2 separate regions of the Pan troglodytes genome follow, and region 1 is linked to region 2. The links are chromatin contacts, called in public Hi-C maps. All regions are on one chromosome and are shown on one strand. The core of a region is the stretch at or near the end of the contact, and the rest is flanking DNA. Distances in the headings are between cores, read along the strand shown.

The links. A called contact is a pair of places that touch in the nucleus more often than the background predicts.
Region 1: a Hi-C map of induced pluripotent stem cells shows a contact between it and region 2, with 2.5 times the contacts expected there. The contact joins the promoter of HOXA1 here to the enhancer-like site in region 2. A contact is called at or near these places in 1 of 7 Hi-C or Micro-C datasets (induced pluripotent stem cells) and 1 of 1 other capture datasets (stem cell-derived neural stem cells).

Annotation. Positions count from the first base shown.
Region 1 is chr6:32,898,332-32,902,524 of NHGRI_mPanTro3-v2.0_pri, reverse strand. HOXA1 (homeobox A1) reads left to right here and starts at 2,312. Exons shown (of 3, transcript XM_063815279.1): 1 at 2,312-2,846; 2 at 3,050-3,144; 3 at 3,608-4,193. The coding sequence starts at 2,493. The coding sequence ends at 3,109. It overlaps LOC134810527 (a long non-coding RNA gene), which reads right to left and starts at 2,273. Exons shown (of 3, transcript XR_010158824.1): 1 at 2,017-2,273; 2 at 1-485.
Region 2 is chr6:32,494,912-32,499,075 of NHGRI_mPanTro3-v2.0_pri, reverse strand. SKAP2 (src kinase associated phosphoprotein 2) reads left to right here. Exons shown (of 13, transcript XM_009452811.4): 10 at 3,938-4,015. Among named protein-coding and RNA genes, the nearest start is that of SKAP2, 170 kb to the left of the region's middle. Within about 2 kb of position 2,240, at least 1 of the 24 cell types and tissues checked has an H3K27ac peak or open chromatin away from gene starts, as enhancers often do. A contact at or near this core is called in induced pluripotent stem cells, where this site is marked.

The DNA.
Region 1 (4,193 bases), core at 1,063-3,562, 400 kb before region 2:
CAGGATGCCCCAGAAAAGAGGCCAGGAGAGAAGAAGAGAGGCTGAGGGAGAGCAGCGCCGAGGCAGCGAACTAGCAGAGAGAGTGGCTCCTGCCGGGGTCGGCTTTGTGGCAGGCGCCCTGCAGCCGAGGGGGTCCTGCAAACCCAGGCTGAGGAGGGCAACCAAGGTACAGGAATGAGGCAGCGGGGGAAAATGTACCGACTTGCTCAGGCTTGGAGGGAGGATTGCTCGCATAGCCAGCACCGACCTACTCACATCCTGCCCCCTCTCCCACAGGAGCGCCTTCTCTCCCCGCCGCTGGAAGCTGGTGCTCCCAAGGAAGCCGCCTCCAGGAGGACTGCCTTGCCTTTCCCCTTCTCCAGTCGGAGGATTCCCAGGAGCCGAAACTGGGGCAGGGGTGGCTGCCCAACCCCAGAAAGTGGGCCTTTCCTGCTCGTGCTCCCTCTTAACCATGCTTGGGATGGATCAAAGTCACAAATACTATTCTGAAAGGAAATGTTTGGGGAGAATGTTTCATTGTTACTGAGGGAGTCCAGAGTCAGCATGGGTTTTCTCTCTTGAGAGGACAGGTTTGGGGGAACTTCGGTACGTGGAGAACAGAATACAGAAGACTGAAAGGGTGACTAACATATTTGAAATGTACCTTTCTTGAAAAAAAAAAAAAAACCTTCCTTGTTCTAACAGGGGAGGAAAGGCTGAAGGGGAGTGGAAACCCCAAACCCACATACATTCATTCACTATAAATTTCATCTGATTCCAACATTGTACACATGGTTGGAGTAAAATTTATACAGCATTGCTTATAATTTATACAGCAAAGCTTCCTGGACAAGCTCTCGATTTCTCCTACCCAAGACTGCATCAATTCTTGGTCTCCGTTTGGCTTTTTCTCTCTACAAGCCCAGGGTTGACGTGAAACCTAATAGTAAACAACAATTTAACGACCTCAGCAGCCTCAGGGAAGTAGGGTGATGAGGAACAGGACCCCTGGCCTGGGATGACGCTCAGATTTGCATGTGTCTCTCTAGGGAAGGACTTGAAGGTTCTCATAAGCAACTACACAGCCAGTTGGAAAGGGGAGGAGGTGTCGTTGGGGTAAAGTGTCCCGTCCACCATCAGCCATTTGTCCACCGCCCCTCCCACCTGCCAGCCCCCACACCCACTCTAGACGTGCAGCAGAATGAGGAAGGTTATAAAAGGAAGCTCTCTCTCTCTTCTAACATTCCCCTCCAGAAAAAGAGGAACGCAACGAAGGGAGTTCAGCTACTATGTTGGAGCTGTGGACCGGCCCTGTGAGGCCCACGCGGGAGCGCGGAGGCTCCTGGGTCTCGGGGCGCCGGCAGATGGCCTGCAGCGCACGGCCCGGCCCCCACGCTGGCCACGTCCGCCAGCGTCATCTCTCTCTCCCCCGCCTCCTACCCCTAAAAATCCGGCGGTCGAGTAGCTCCGCATCCCGGAGGGCTCCCGGTGCAAAACTGAGTGGGAAAGAGAAAGGGGCGGAGAGCGACGAGAGAGGGAAGGTGGGGAAGAAGAGCCCGGCCGCCCCCGGCCTTTTCCGGCGAGCTCTGAGTTTCCAGGGCTCATCCGCCCCTCCAAGTCGAATTACAGAAACTCCTCATTGCCATGCTAATGACGAGAGGGGCTGTGGGGAGAGGGTTTCGAAGACCCTCCTGGAAGAAGGGAAGTTTCTTTTCTTGCCCTCGTCTCCTTCACGCCCACCCAAGTTCCTCCCAGCCAGCCCTCTGCGCTCTTCCCCCTCCATTCCGAGCTTGAAGGGCCGGTGGCCCAGCCTCGCCCTCCACCACGGTTCTATGCGCTCCTCACAGCCCCACGGTCTCCCAGCCCAGCCTCAGAACAGAGGAGGTGACCTGGGAACCCGGGGCGCGGTGTCAGCCGGATTCCCCGCCTTCCGGCTGGGCGCGCTGCGGGCTGGGCCGGCGTACTTGCGGCCACCCGGCGAGCTCTGGCCCACTGATTCCCGCCCCGAGAGAGCCGGGAGCCCTCTTCCCTTCTCACCTCTCGCCAGTTCATCTTTCATTGCACGGTGGGGAGGGGGCGGGAGCGGGGGACGCCTCCCAGCCCCCACCTCCCGGAGGCCTGGCGGGGCGGGCAGCGGAGTCGGGCGCGCGCAGAAGGCAGCTTTTGCTCTTCTTCGTTCCAGCACTCCAAATCGGCCTTTGCAGTCGCCGCAGCAGCTGCCGCCGCCTAGGCTGCCTGGGGGGGCGACTGCGCGTCACCTAGACGGCGGAGCGCCGGGGATTTAAATGCCACTGAAACGGTGATCCATCACTGCGGAAGCCGGCAAACTTTTGCAGGAGGCTCAGCCATTGGCTGACACCGTCACGTGCCCCTCCTCCAGCGTCCTCCGCCCTCCCGCCCCCCCTCTTGCGCACTGTACATTCATATCATTTTTCTTCTCCGGCCCCATGGAGGAAGTGAGAAAGTTGGCACAGTCACGCCGGGCTTCGCAGGACCAGGTCACTCAGTGACAGATGGACAATGCAAGAATGAACTCCTTCCTGGAATACCCCATACTTAGCAGTGGCGACTCGGGGACCTGCCCAGCCCGAGCCTACCCCTCGGACCATGGGATTACAACTTTCCAGTCGTGCGCGGTCAGTGCCAACAGTTGCGGCGGCGACGACCGCTTCCTAATGGGCAGGGGGGTGCAGATCGGTTCGCCCCACCACCACCACCACCACCACCATCACCACCCCCAGCCGGCTACCTACCAGACTTCCGGGAACCTGGGGGTGTCCTACTCCCACTCGAGTTGTGGTCCAAGCTATGGCTCACAGAACTTCAGTGCGCCTTACAGCCCCTACGCGTTAAATCAGGAAGCAGACGTAAGTGGTGGGTACCCCCAGTGCGCTCCCGCTGTTTACTCTGGAAATCTCTCATCTTCCATGGTCCAGCATCACCACCACCACCAGGGTTATGCTGGGGGCGCGGTGGGCTCGCCTCAATACATTCACCACTCATATGGACAGGAGCACCAGAGCCTGGCCCTGGCTACGTATAATAACTCCTTGTCCCCTCTCCACGCCAGCCACCAAGAAGCCTGTCGCTCCCCTGCATCGGAGACATCTTCTCCAGCGCAGACTTTTGACTGGATGAAAGTCAAAAGAAACCCTCCCAAAACAGGTCAGTCCTGCTGGTTGGTGGATGCTCCTTGATTATTCTGGAAGGAGCTGGTATGCTTAATTTCCAAGGAAATTAATAATGATTTTTTTTTTAAGGCTTTTGTATCAGACTAGTGTTGTAGTGCATGGAGAGGGTGCCCAGAGGTGTTGGGGCAAAGAAGTCTCAGGGATTGGTGTGTTTTCAAGGATTTTATACATTTGGGAAATAGGAAGTATGTGGGGGTGGTTATTGTGACGGTAGTGTTCTGTTAATATCTTAAGGCTCCATTAATCACCGGTCTGACCATGCTAATGGTTTACATCAGGTTAACACTTTACACCTCATCACTCACCCTCCACAGCCCGATTTGTGCTGAGTTCTTGATCTTTTCTTTACCTGAGTGTTGCCATGAAGCGTGTGGGGAATCTCAAGTCGATTTTAAAATTTTTACATTTCCGTCTCATGGCTTCCCACTTTGCCCCAGGGAAAGTTGGAGAGTACGGCTACCTGGGTCAACCCAACGCGGTGCGCACCAACTTCACTACCAAGCAGCTCACGGAACTGGAGAAGGAGTTCCACTTCAACAAGTACCTGACGCGCGCCCGCAGGGTGGAGATCGCTGCATCCCTGCAGCTCAACGAGACCCAAGTGAAGATCTGGTTCCAGAACCGCCGAATGAAGCAAAAGAAACGTGAGAAGGAGGGTCTCTTGCCCATCTCTCCGGCCACCCCGCCAGGAAACGACGAGAAGGCCGAGGAATCCTCAGAGAAGTCCAGCTCTTCGCCCTGCGTTCCTTCCCCGGGGTCTTCTACCTCAGACACTCTGACTACCTCCCACTGAGGCGGCTCCAGCCCCAGACAACAGCCCAGGCATCTCCTTGGGCTGGGACTTCTTACCCAAAGCACATGCTTAGCTTATCTTTCTTTCCATTTACAGTCTCTTTCTTCCTTTCTAATCCTATCTGGGGAGCTCCTGGCCAGGATAATATGTTTGCAGATAATTCTGGACCAGAGACTTGGTGCGGGGTTAACACCTTCATCCAGATTGGGTGCCAGCATACATTTTCTGGT
Region 2 (4,164 bases), core at 991-3,490:
AACCATCTGTGTGGTTTGATGGATTTTACTGCATAGCTGAGCTGTTTTTGTTTACTGTTATTAAAATGTTGAATGGAATATATTAACTCACAAACATTGACTATTTGAGGTATTAATTAGTATTGTACAATGACATTGTGCCTCAACACCAAAATAATACATATTTAATAATAAACCTAAATAAAAAAATATGTGAATGTATATATTTCTAATATATTGTGAAGGTGATTATTGCCTAGAATTTTGGTCACTTGTTCTTACATGTTTTTAAGAGCTTTATTCTATTAATAAATGAATATGTTAAGATTTATTTGTATGATTTTTTTAATCCATTTGTTTATTCTGTATTTATCGAACATCTCCTTTGTGCCAAGTTCTATTCAAGGTTCAGTCTGAGGTTTTTTTCCCTGCCTAAGATTCAAAAACATACACCATATTTGATTTTGTTATCTTTTATATGGAAGCTATTTGTATTGTTAGCCAAGATAAAATGAGTTGTTTAAATATTGTTAAGAAAAATTGATATATTAACTGCATTAAGCTTTGGTTTAAAAATATCGCTACCAGGTTTAAAATGGAAAAAGGAAGTGTCCTTAATGAGCATCTCATCCTCTAAAATCTGCTTATTAAATGGCATCTTACATGGATTTCAATTTGGATATTTTATAGTAAACATTAATTCTTAAGTAAATACTTTTAATATCATTATTCTGATAATTTAAGAGTGCATATTTCTAAGAACAAAGCTCTCTGACACCAATATACAATCCAGAGCACATGTTACTGGCACTTAAGTTTTAATAAAATAAAAAATTCATAGTAACAAATACTTCTAAATTCATTGTTAACTTTGTCAAAGAGCAGAGTTTTTTCATTAAGTCTTGTAATGAATTTTTATATGTTCATGCTGATTTGGGTGGTGAAATCTAAATCCCACAGTCTCTTTTTTTTTTTTTTTTTTTTTTTTTTTGAGATGGAGCTTCACTCTTGTCGCCCAGGCTGGAGTGCAGTGGCGCGATCTCAGCTCATTGCAACCTCCGCCTCCCGGGTTCAAGCGATTCTCCTGCCTCAGTCTCCTGAGTAGCTGAGATTACAAGCGCCTGTCACCATGCCATGCTAGTTTTTGTATTTTTAGTAGAGACGTGGTTTTGCCATGTTGGCCAGGCTTGTCTCGAACTCCTGATCTCAGGTGATCCACCCGCCTGGGCCTCTCAAAGTGCTGCGATTACAGGCGTGACCGACCATGCCCAGCCCCCACAGTCTCTTCTTAAAAGCCACTAATAATACTTATTGTTTTGATGCGGTTATAGCTTTTGACTGAGGACGAGTGCCTTTATCCATTTTTTAATTTATTTCTTACTATTGAATTTGTGACTAAATTAAAAGGGGAGTGGGTGCTATGGAAAGAAAGTGTGAAAAGTAAGGAAAGCTTTCTCCTTCACCTTTTACCAAATTATCTGTCAATAAAATGAGTAGGTTGGAATAATGACTGTAAACGTTCCTTCTACCTTTAAAAATTTATATGGAAACACCCTATTAACCCATTTATTAAAGCTAGCCTTTAAGGTTTGGCATAAGTGAGATAACTATTGTTAAAAAGAAAAGAGACAGGATACTTTTTAAAAGAGTGGTATACTTTTATTAGGTCTTCTATATATTTGACTGAACCATATTAAATTGTCAGTGTTATGTTTAACAATATGAATAAAATGCCAGATATTTTCAGGTGTCCCTTATATTGGAGTTGTCATTATTTTGTTTGAATTGAGTTACAGAAATTCAGAACAGTTCTATTTGTCGTGTAAGTACAGCTACCCTCAAGCTTGGTTGAAATGCTGATTTTGATTCATCCCCATTTAACATTTTCAGGAGACTCCTAAATTTCCACCTGTAGTCCTGACTGCTCTACCATACTTTGCAGTTGCCCAGACATGTTCTCTGGGTTGCCTCACCAATACATTAAATTCCTCCTGTTGAAAACACGACTCTTTGTGTTCCCCAGTAAGATAGATTATTTTGGCTATCCTCCTTTTAGTAATAATATGTCCATTTCTCAGTTAACTAAGCTCAAAACCTTAGCCATCCTTTGTTGCTCTTTTTCCCCCCTCATTCCTCCACATTCAGGCACAAAGCTTATCCATTCTAGTTCCTTTACCTCTTATAACCATCTCCTTTCCATTTCCTTTGCCCCTTCAGTTCAGGACTTCCCCTTTATCCACAGTAGTCTCTCTCCCCGCCCCTTTTTTAGGCTGTCTGAGACAATGGGATCAGATGTCCATTCCTGAAGCATAGCTTCAGTCCTGCCCTTTCTCTGCTCAAAAAACCTTCTAAGGCTCTTATTGCCCACCAAATAAAAGCCTGCAGTCCATAACAAGATGTTCATGGCCCCTCAACAGCTGGTCCAAACTATGAGCGTAACTCCTACCCAGCTCTTCCCCTATGTGTACCAGATTCTTTAGTCAAAATGAATATGAACATGCCTTTTTCTTTTAAAGATCATACCTATCCCTCCGGAAATATCCTTCTTATCCTCTCTCCTTATTTAAACTCTCTCCATCCCTTGGAGCCTCCGTGGTGCTCCCTAGTTGGGGGATTTCTCTGCTGCACTTCTTCAGTGCTTTGTGCATCACTTGTCAGGTTTAGGCCCCTTCAGCCTGTTTTCCTTTAGAGCTTGTCTTCTGTCCCATCTGTGCTGTCAGCTTCCTGTGAGCAGAGGCTTCCTGTTACTTTTACCTCCTTGGTAGATCTCTTCTGTCTCACAGTTAGTTAATATCCAATGAAGATTGATTGACTGATTGATTGAATAGTTACAATGACTACATTTATATATTTTGCATATTTTTCTTTAAAGTTTTAGGAGTTTTCTTGAAATTATGATTCTCTTTGAATCCAGTTTTTCTTTGGCATGCCATTTGTTTATATGTCCTGCCTTAAGTATTTCTAGGTTTGTATGCAAATCCTTAGGTGAGGAAAAATCATGTAATAAATATTTTTCTTGGTGTAAATGAATTAGTTTATTAAGTCTATTTAAAGCTCTTCTCATTTAATTTTATCTTATTTCTTTGCATAATTTGGGGAAGGAATGGTATAGGTGAGTGTGGAACAAATGTAAATGGAGCACTGATTATATGTAGGATAAAGAACATTGACTTTATAATCACAAACTTAAGTTCGAATGACACACTTTGGAAGTTACTTCACCTTTTTGAGTCTCTAAAAATAAACTTGTCTGTAGAATGAGGATTAAAAATTATTTGTCTATGAGATTTTAACATCCAGCATTGTGTATGACACATAATAGGTCCTTGGTATAATTTTGGGGGAATTACCTCAAAGGATGAAGATCATTATAGTATCTTCCTGTGAAGATTAAGTGAGAAAACGTATGAAATTATATGATACTCAATAAATGATTTATAGGTTAACTGCATTTTTAATCACACATTTCTCCTTGCTATATGATGTTTTAGGGACCATGATTTTATATATGATACTCCTGCCACACAGTACAATGTGGTGTATCAGTATAACGCTGGGTGTTACTTTACTGGATTTAAGGGTTTTCCTGAAATTAAGATTGTTCCAGATGAGTTTCTAAAAGTATTTAAAACAAAACATGCAGTGCATTAGTACATATCTTAAATTTTGCCAAGCCAGTTGGAAAGATTGCTATTTGGAAGTAGCTAGTATTTTATTGGAAAGTTGGAAAGTTTGCTATTTGGAAAGTTGGAAAGGTTGCTATTTGGCAGTAGCTAGTATTTTATTTATTCAGTGTTAGATTGTCGAAAAAGGACTGTGAATCTTGAGTTATTTTATTCTTTGAAAAATAATGTTTATGTGTTATAAACTTTTAGTTTTGCTTTTAAAATTGAGTGAGTACTGTAGTATTATCCCTGAGAAAACCCTTCAGTGTGCCATTGATAATGTTTATTTACAGAAGAAGAAGAGGACAGTGCTCCAGTGAAAGTGGAAGAACAAAGGAAGATGAGTCAGGATAGTGTCCATCACACCTCAGGTAATGAATTGTGTAGCTTCTTGGCAAACCTTATTTTGCTTTTGTTCACTTTCATTTTATCCATGTTCTTACTGTTCTAAAGATGTTTACACAGCTCCCCAAAGTTGGCATTTTTGGCTTGGGTATCTTATGGCTGATAAGCTGCTTAG